2 separate regions of the Bombyx mori genome follow, and region 1 is linked to region 2. Evidence: chromatin contacts called from public Hi-C data. All regions are on one chromosome and are shown on one strand. Each heading gives the region's core, a stretch centred on a gene start, on an enhancer-like site or on the middle of the called end of the contact. The rest is flanking DNA. Distances are from core to core; before and after follow the strand shown.

Region 1 (4,587 bases), core at 317-2,816, 40 kb after region 2:
ATTATTATGATCTATGGCACAAGTCCACTTGTGTTATTCTCATACTAGGAATTACTTTACAATTTTTAATGAAAGGCAATGTGAAATAAAGAACATTAATGATAAACTTTTCTTTGACCGTTTTCTCGGCAATATATTTTATGTAGAAATTTAAATGTCTAGTAAAAATTAAAGTAAAATATGAATTAATGTTTAAATTGTTGTAATGGGCTTCCAATTATTTATTCTAGATTAATTAATTTCATTGGTGAAGTGAAGCCTTACTTATAACTGTCCCATTTATAATTTTATTATTATTGTCCATTGACTATACCTTCTGCCTCTCTGCTGGTTCATCTTCGCTCTAGGTGCAACTCCATCAATAGCCATGAAAAATAATTTTTTTGGCTTGACAATTTGAAATAAAATACTAATATAATGGAAGACATCAGTGAATATCTTCTCTTCAGTGATACGAAAATGTGGGTTGGAGTCATCAGGATGCGAGCAATTGTGAATGATTCCATTCATGTCTAAATACATGTTATCAAAATCTGGAATCTGTAAAAGATTTAATTTCAAACTTTCACTTGGGATTCAATTAATGCTGCACACAAAAAATGGATTTAAAAAAAAGAAACATTTTAAATGAAGATAACTCAATTCAAACCATAACTTTTTAGCCTATACCGGCCTACATCTTAGTCAGGTTTATTGACATAAACCTACCACTAACATGGATGTGTGATTTTCCTCACTTTGGTCAATTTTACCATGTAGTAGTAACTTAACCCTTCAAGAGACTACAATATATTTTAATGTATCAAATGATTTATGGTACTTGTTTTAATTTAGAATTGTTTGGCTGTTTAGGTTAAGTCTAGACAGGAAGTTGCAAAGTAGATATCCTTAATTTTTACGCTGATTACGTTTTAATATATTGAATGTTTTTTTGAATGTTGACTAAATAACTATATTATGAATTTTCTTGTATATTAATTAACGAAATATTTTAAGGTGCTAGTGTCGTAATATTCAGAACCGGAAGCCATAATCTTTTCACCCTCATATTATCACAAATGATTCAATTCTAGCCAGTTATATTGCACTTATGATAATTTGACAGACAACATTTGAAACAAATTTAGTTACATGTCAAAATAAGAACACAGGTGTAAGCACTAATTTCCGCCATTAATAATAGGTAATTTAGTATCTAAATTAATTACCTGATACTGTTTTACCAGCTCATTGAGACAAGGATACCTTTCACTGGTATAACGGAAAAATTTTGGGACACCCATTTTTGACAATAGTTAACACTGGAACAGTTAACCTTATTTAGAGATAAACGCTTGCACTAAGTTTATTCACTGTTCGTCACCCACAGGACTGGATATTGCAACACTCCAAGATTATATTCTAAAGTTACAACTTTTGTAACTGAGAGTTTAATTTTATAGATTGATTGATCAAATTTTATTTTAATTTTGAGAATCACAGGACGGTACACACACACACCACACGTCACACCATCATAGTTTAACTGGGTAATTTATGGTCTTCTCTTCATAGATCTTTTGACTTATACGTCAAACTATTAGTAGTAGTTTTACTTTTCCAATTGGAAAGGCAAAGATATCATAACATACAGCCTAATCTTTGAAAGAAAGTATGAAATGAAATGAAATCGTATGAAATGAGATGAGATGATATGGGATGAAATATAATTTCAGTAAAGTGGTGGTCATTTACTGAGATTTTTTCAGTGCACTTTTTGGAGGATCCCGAGAAGTTACGTTCAGCGGCTTTGTTTGATTTTCCCACATTTGCACTTTCGCAGATGCTAATTAAGTAATAAGCCACTGTTATTACGCATTTAAACCTGAAGAAACACTAAATAGACAAAATAAAACAAATCACACAACCTCTCTCGTCGCGTTCCCACCAAAAAGTCCGTCAAATTTCAAGTACACGTTATAAACGTGGTAGTCGTAGTGTTTTTAAATTGATTTAGTATCCAGGGTACCTATAGGTACCTAATACCCAGCTTACTGAATTTGGCCCCTTTTTTTTGATTTTCAGATTTTTTTTATTTGTTCATCGTTTGTTTGTTAATGTTCGAATATAAAAATTGTTTGTTCGTCTTTTATTTAGTTATAATTAATTAAACAAAATGATCACCCTTAAGTTGCCTCCCTTTACTAGATATCTTTATTTTTATCGCTCAGAGTAATTAATTTTGATCAATTATCGTTTGTTCGACAACTATTGGTGATTGTTCGATTATATAAACAATTATATTCCCAATTATTAATTATTTTATATCTAACAAGCAAACCATCACCTCACGCCTACATTGCGCATGCGCCGGTTTTGTCAGTCAGCTGGCAATGACCGTATTTACTAGCGTTTTGATAACAAGTGCGTTTATACTGTCTAATTATTTCATAAGTAGATCAAAAAAATATTGAAAGCTTCAACAATACTTCAACAAAAAAATGTCAATATGTGTCAGTCATGTACAACTTTCGTGTTAAAATGATACTATTCATTACCACGCAATAGGAGATAGTTTTTTGTTTCATTGCTTAGTTGGTTGGACGAGCTCACAGCTCACCTGGTGTTAAATGGTTACTGGAGCCCATAGACATCTACAACGTAAATGCGCCACCCGCCTTGAGATATAAGTTGTAAGGTCTCAGTATAGTTACAACGGCTGCTCCACCCTTCAAGCCGAAACGCATTACTGCTTCACGGCAGAAACAGGGGGGGGGAGTACCTACCCGTCTGGACTCACATGAGGTCCTACCACCAGTAATTACGCAAATTGTAATTTTGCGTAATTAACGGTGGTTTATTAACTTTTTAATATCTGTGAAAGTGCATTAATGTGGGAAAATGAAACAAAGCCGCTTTGACGTAGCTTTTCGGAATCCTTAAAAAAGTCCACTGAAGAAATCTCAGTAAATGACCACCATTTTACTAAGATTGTATGTCATCCCATATAATTTTATCTCATTTCATTTAAATTCATCCCAGTTGATTAATGTCTCAAATTAATCATCTTCACTTCATTTCACTCCATAATATCATTTTTCATAAAAATATGAATATAAATTAAAATAAGATATGACTTAAAGGTCTTAGGTACCAGGTTATAAAATCCCTTAAAAAAAATCATACGTCAGTCAGTGGTGATTCCATAGATTTTTTACAAAATAAAATAAATCAAGTTCCATTTACTCAATGTGTGAATAAATATATAAATGTCAATGTAGTTTCAGGCGAACACATCAATTCTTTCTTGATTATTTGAACGAATGATTCAAAGAAGATAGCTACTTCTTTCATCCTTGAATACACAATTTTGTAAACACTACGTTACGCTGAGCTGTAAATCCAGCACGCATTTTTTTAATAAGCGTGAACTACTACTAAAGGTAGATACTAAAATTTCTAATCATGGATAGCGACGAACTTGGAAATGACTTAGTGAGATTGGACAATGGATTTTTGGTAGCGGATGACACATTTGTTGTCAATTCTGATGATGTGTTAGGTAAACAATTTTCTTAATCGTCTAAGAAGTACATAAACAAAATAATACTTACAAGTTTACTACTATATAATAGTCTTCGTTGAATATAAACAAATATTTTAAAATCAGAAATTCGAAGAGTTAATATTGGTGCATTCTTTAAGTTTGTATAGAACACTGACCTTCAGTATTTTTGCAGAAGATGAAAACAACTCGGACTCTGGGAGTAAGAGCAATGCACCGCTAAGAGAACAGGATAGATTTTTACCAATCGCGAATATAGCTAAAATAATGAAACGGGCAATACCAGAGAATGGAAAGGTATAAGAATTGCATTAAAAAATATTTTTATCGAAGTACAGTTAGTGTGTTGTAATTTTAGATCTAAAATAGTTTATGGGCCATATATATAAACTTCAAGTTTAGATATTCTCTTGCATGAATGTGGCATATAGATATATCACATGTTTCTATATTTATTCAATCAATATTAGTAAATATCATTGGTAATCCAGATTAATGTGTTCTGCCTGATGTAGAGTTTTTACTGGAACTCATTGACATTATAATGTGAATGCTTCCACTTATCTTGAGGTTATGATGTCAGTCTCAGTGGTATTATAAAATGGTTGTCCCAGTAATCCATATCAGGCAGGACTTGTGTCCTGCTCCAACTAGTGCGCCAGGGCTCCAGTTACCAGCTACTTCCATTTGACTTCATACAGATGATGTCCGTTTCTGCTGTCGAGAATCCCTCATGGATCATTTGAAACCTCTGGGACCTCTTTCATGAATCGCAAATTTACTTTTTACAACATCCAAGAGATGAGATGAGTTGATAAAACTAGAACAGTACACATTGAATATGTACCCATTCGTTACTAATTTTGCTTCATGTATTCTGCACATCCACTGGTACTGATGCATTTCATTTAAAGTTATTTATGAATATCGGTACTAGTGCAGTATAGGAAGTGTTTGTTTGCTGAAAATAAAATTAATTTACTGTCGCCTCTCTGCGGAAATACCGCAAAGTGTCACTTGGAGTTGTTTACCTTGCTCTTCAG
Region 2 (4,904 bases), core at 1,121-3,620:
AAGTACATGAGAAGAAACAGAAAACTGAAGTTATAAGATCTACAAAGCTTCCTATAGCGAGAATTAAAAACATTATGAAAATGGACCCAGATGTAAATATTGTATCTAGCGATGCTGTATTTTTGGTTACTAAAGCGACAGTAAGTATCCTAAATAATTATCTTTAATTTCTAAAATTTCAAATGAACGTGACATTTATTTAAAGCTTCCTCCTCCGTGAGTTGGATTCCTCATGTTTGAGGGTTGTGACTATCTCCCATTATCCTTCTCTACATGATGTTTCACCATCTTCCTCTGTTCTCGGCGATGTGTAAAAGGTTTTTTTAAAGCTTAAAGGCTCCTTTATTTAATGCACTTAGTTTTGTATTCATAAAAAAAAAATTATAACAATAACCACTCAGGCATTGTATATATTTCCTTATTCTGGCTTAGTAACCCAAAAATTTTGACCTTCAGAGATTGCCATTAATTTAAATCCTGGATTGTGTTGTGCTAGTTGTTAGTGGAAAAATTACTGGATGAAATAAATTTTTTATGCTTAATTGGGTGTGTGAAAATATTAGCACCCCCTTAAATGTGTTACAAGGTGCTAGAGTAAAACAGTAGTACAATTTATCTAATTTCTGTTCCAGGAAATGTTTCTAGAAACAATAGTGAAAGAAACTTATGCATTTACATCATCAAATAAACGGAAGGTTATATCAAAGAAAGATTTGGAACTTGTAATAGATAAAGTTGATTGTTTGTGCTTTTTAGAAGGTGCTATGGACTTCTAGATTTTATAAGAAATATCTTATAATTCATTAGTTATTAAATAAATTATATAAATATTTTAAAACTTTGTCTATATTGTTGATCTTAACTTGGTTTTATTTAATTCTTCAAATCATCATCAACAATAAACTTAATTGCATAAGCACTCATACTTAACTCAGAGGTAACTGCTCAACAAGAGGAGGGTTTTAGGTACATGTTGCCAGTTATGCTAATAAATAAAATATCACCTAGCTCTTTAAAGATTTCCACAAATTACAATGAGCTAGAAAACAAATTCATTGGATTCATGCCATAGTTCATAAACTTATTACTATGGATTTGAATTTAAAATATGCATAAAAATTAACATTTAGTAGATTTCCTAAGTCTTTCAAATACAACAATTCTGGGGAGATATATGAAAAAGGGAAGATCTTCCACCGAGTGAGGGATATTGCTTGGTAGAACGATTGTCTAAATGTTGTTTGGGACTTGTATATATGCAAGCTATCTTAAAAATGTAAGCGAGATTCAGGCATCAGTCAGATATCTTGTGTTGTATGGCTATCCGTCACTACATTCAGGTGATTAGATGCTACATGACAGATGAGGTAACAATTCTTTAAGTAAAAAAAAACTAAATTATTTCTTGTTTTATTTTTTATTGCCACTAAAATTTGTAAAAATTTTGTAAAAAAAATTAAAATAACATTTCATTTTTATGTTGACAGCAAAATAACATCTATGACATCATTACGTCCATTAGTTAAGTAGCTGTTCAAGTTAATATGTAGTTCCATCTTTATCTAATAATTATAAGATAAATTGACAAAGGGAACTAAATGTTGAAATGCTATGTATTGGATAATTATTCAATTTCAAATGGCTTACATGGCTATCAGATTTTAAAGAGTAACTGTCACAAATAGCTTACTAATCAATTATTACTCATTGTACAAAACAAGGAAATAAATCTTGTACTTCGAGCAGTATATGTAGGACATGTACGAAACTCTTCTATGAGGTCATGTGGACAGTTTAGCAGAAAGGATAAAATTCAAATTCGTTTGGTACAAAAATATGTTTTACAGAAAATATTTGTATTTAAAATTAAGAGGTTTAAATACACAATCTTTTAACTTCTAAGACTGAACTTAAGTTATAGTTCCACATAGTGTGGCGAGTCTCATTCCGTTAAACTGCACTGAGACACTGAGTAAACAAAAATAACTCATGGAATCTAGGTCTACAAAAATGAGTAAACAAAAATAACACATGGAAACTAGGTCTACAAAAATACTTTACCATTATCTGTGTTTTCAATCATATTTATTATGTGGAGAGTACTTTGGGAATTGCTAGAGATGATCCCGTAATAACTGAGATAAGATAAACTCAAAAGGCAATTTAATCAGTTAAAGTTTAAGAGTCAGATGGTATGGCCTAATTATGCACTCTGGAAAACTGCCATGGAGGAACGCAGTGTTTCTAGTCGCCAGGTTTAAGCCCCGTGAGGTCACCTACTAGTTCGGTAGTAGGTGACCTACCTATTCTAGTAACCCCTTGAGGTTACTAGAATAGGTAGGAAAAAAAAGTGTTTCTAGGTATTAGGGATACATGCTGCTCTGATGTCGCGTGGGGCAACGGTATATATGAAATGACGCAAGCAAAACTACACGTCAGTACACTATCAACTTCAGTTACAAGTAAATAAGTGATTGTGCATTATGCAAATTGTTATTATATTGTCTAATAAAATTCAATCTAACAAACAAAAATCATAAAGCACTTAGTCACGAATATTCTGCAGATCACATCACAATATTTACATGAATATAGAATTAATCTAAAAATATGATATGAATCTGTTTTTTAGAATGCAAGAACGTGTTTTAAATAGTTTTCACACGCAAACAATACAGAATCAATAATGTATATTTTATTATTGACTAGCATCACCCGGCCATGATTCTCTCTGTATATCGATAAATTTGTATAATACTCATTAGTTTTAACTACTCGCGCGGCACCTATCTTACGATTATGGAACTACGACACGCTCTCATAAAGCGCTAACTACAACTGTAACAGTTTCAAGGCATTCAGTGAGCTAAGTGCGAGTTTTTTAACGTTCCTAAAAGTTAGCTCATATTTGTATGGAGAGAGATCGTTTGCCTACGTTTGCCGCTAGGGGCGCTGTTCCAACTGCATACAAAATTGGGTTAGCTTTTACGCTATCGAGAACGTTAAAAAGCTCGCAGTAAGGACTCAGATAGGCCTCGCGTAAACGTGTCGATTCAAACAAACAAACATATTTACGGCCATCACTCCGATGGTGGTTCATTATATTATTTAATGTATGCTTCACCTAAAGCACTGACGCCTTTATATCGTATTATATAAAGCATATTATGAGTGGTATTTGTTTGTTTGTTTTTCGTATGGCCATTTTACAATTACAACTGAGGCAGAACAACAGTCACAAGGTGGGTGGCGGCATACGTTCAGTGATGTCTATGGGCCCCAGTAACTACTTAACAACAGACAGGGCGTCGGCTCGTTCACCCGTCTATACAACTATTTTTTAACTGGCTTGATTTGTCACACAATAAATTAGTCATATGTAGACTTCTCGTCGACAATGTTGTAACGATACATAATCTTCGATCAACAATAGTAACTAGATTTCGGGTCGGCGCAAAAATCCGTCTCGTTAAATAACAGCGCACTTGAAATGTGAGCTCTTATTTTGTTTAGTTCACTTCCGACACGGCCAATGTCAACCCGTCTCACAATGCCGCAGTGTGTATTCAAAAGTTGCAAAAAATGCCCGAAAAAGCAATTTAACGGCCGGAGTATCTTACTTTCGGTAAGTACATGAAGTATACGTTATATTTTAAGCTTTAAACTAATAAATAATATTAAATTTTAAACAAAATTACCGATTTTTAACCACCGCTACAAATGTTGGCCAAGGCTCGCCAACACTTGGACAAAATTTTTGTTTAACAGAAAAGTAAATGCATGGAGTAGATTTGTGTTGTAATAATTTTTAAAAATTTGTTAGCAGTACTTCAAAATTGGTTAGTTAAAATTGGTTAAGTCTGCTTTTGTGTCTGTTTGTTGGATTCTCATTGGATACTTAGGTTTCCTTTTTTATTTTAACTTTCCTAAACGTCACGTGTGCAGAATGGATCTCTATTGTCGTCAGAGAAAGAAGCCAGCTAAGAACTCCACTCATTGACACTGGACATCTTTGCCTTCCGTGTTCACGGCTACTGAAACGTGGCCGAAGCATTGTAATAAAAATATCGCGCTTAAAACCGTTTAAACGTTGTTTTATTATATGTACTAGTCGCGAAAATCTGTATGCAGCGTCTCCTCAAGTACTTCGGACACGTGGCCCGACAAAATCCTGAGAACTTGGAAAAATTAATAGTTGTGGGTCACGTGGAAGGAAAGAGAAGTCGAGGAAGATTGCCAACCAGGTGAACGGACATTATCAAGGAGGCCACAAACACCAGCGTCCCGGGCGCCATTAAGCAGGCCGAATGCAGGCAACATTGGAGGAAGCTGGTGCAAAAACTGGACCAAGGTGGTCACGACCCTCAGTAATGAGGAAACGACAAAGAAGAAGAAGTCGCGAAAATATAAAAATATACTATAAAAATATCTATTACACAAAACGTAACGCTTATAAAATAATAAGCAATGTATAAATACCAACAAACATAAATCCTCAAAACATAAAAAGTAAACAACTAAACGTTTACTTTTATTCATATAATAAATTATTTTAGTGTTCAACGCGACTCCGTTACCTCCTGTAGTTAATAGAAATTGAAATTTCAAGAAGCAAAAATAAATAAAACAAAACGATGTTAGTTCTCAAAGGTATAACGGGAAAAATTACTTTATTTGTTGGCTCATAAGGTTCATTTAACATTAAAGGGTGTTTAACATATGCTTTTTCATTTGTAAGTGACAGGAGTAATTTATTGCTTTGTGACGAATGATCGTAAGTATTAGATAATGTTTTGGAGATTTGGAACTTTATTACTAGGTGGCATAGTTGTAATTAATTTGAACTTAAAACTGTTTCAAAACTTTTTTCTCCGTTTGTTGTAAACCAACGTAGCTATGTATGT

What was found. Hi-C and Micro-C count contacts between places; a contact is called where the count stands out from the background.
Region 1: a contact with region 2 is called in a Hi-C map of whole pupa, with 3 times the contacts expected there. The contact joins the promoter of LOC101746591 here to the enhancer-like site in region 2. A contact is called at or near these places in 5 of 7 Hi-C or Micro-C datasets (middle silk gland, midgut, posterior silk gland and 1 more).

The regions. Positions count from the first base shown.
Region 1 is chr22:3,940,879-3,945,465 of ASM3026992v2, forward strand. LOC101746591 (5'-3' exoribonuclease 1) reads right to left here and starts at 1,567. Exons shown (of 32, transcript XM_012695337.4): 1 at 1,209-1,567; 2 at 314-540. The coding sequence starts at 1,283. LOC101736158 reads left to right here and starts at 3,135. Exons shown (of 5, transcript XM_004931942.4): 1 at 3,135-3,541; 2 at 3,720-3,841. The coding sequence starts at 3,445.
Region 2 is chr22:3,899,846-3,904,749 of ASM3026992v2, forward strand. LOC101746591 (5'-3' exoribonuclease 1) reads right to left here. Exons shown (of 32, transcript XM_012695337.4): 32 at 1,399-4,904. LOC101736457 (DNA polymerase epsilon subunit 4) reads left to right here. Exons shown (of 2, transcript XM_004931945.5): 1 at 1-140; 2 at 633-838. The coding sequence ends at 776. Among protein-coding and RNA genes, the nearest start is that of LOC101736457, 2.9 kb to the left of the region's middle. Within about 2 kb of position 2,371, at least 2 of the 8 cell types and tissues checked have open chromatin away from gene starts, as enhancers often do.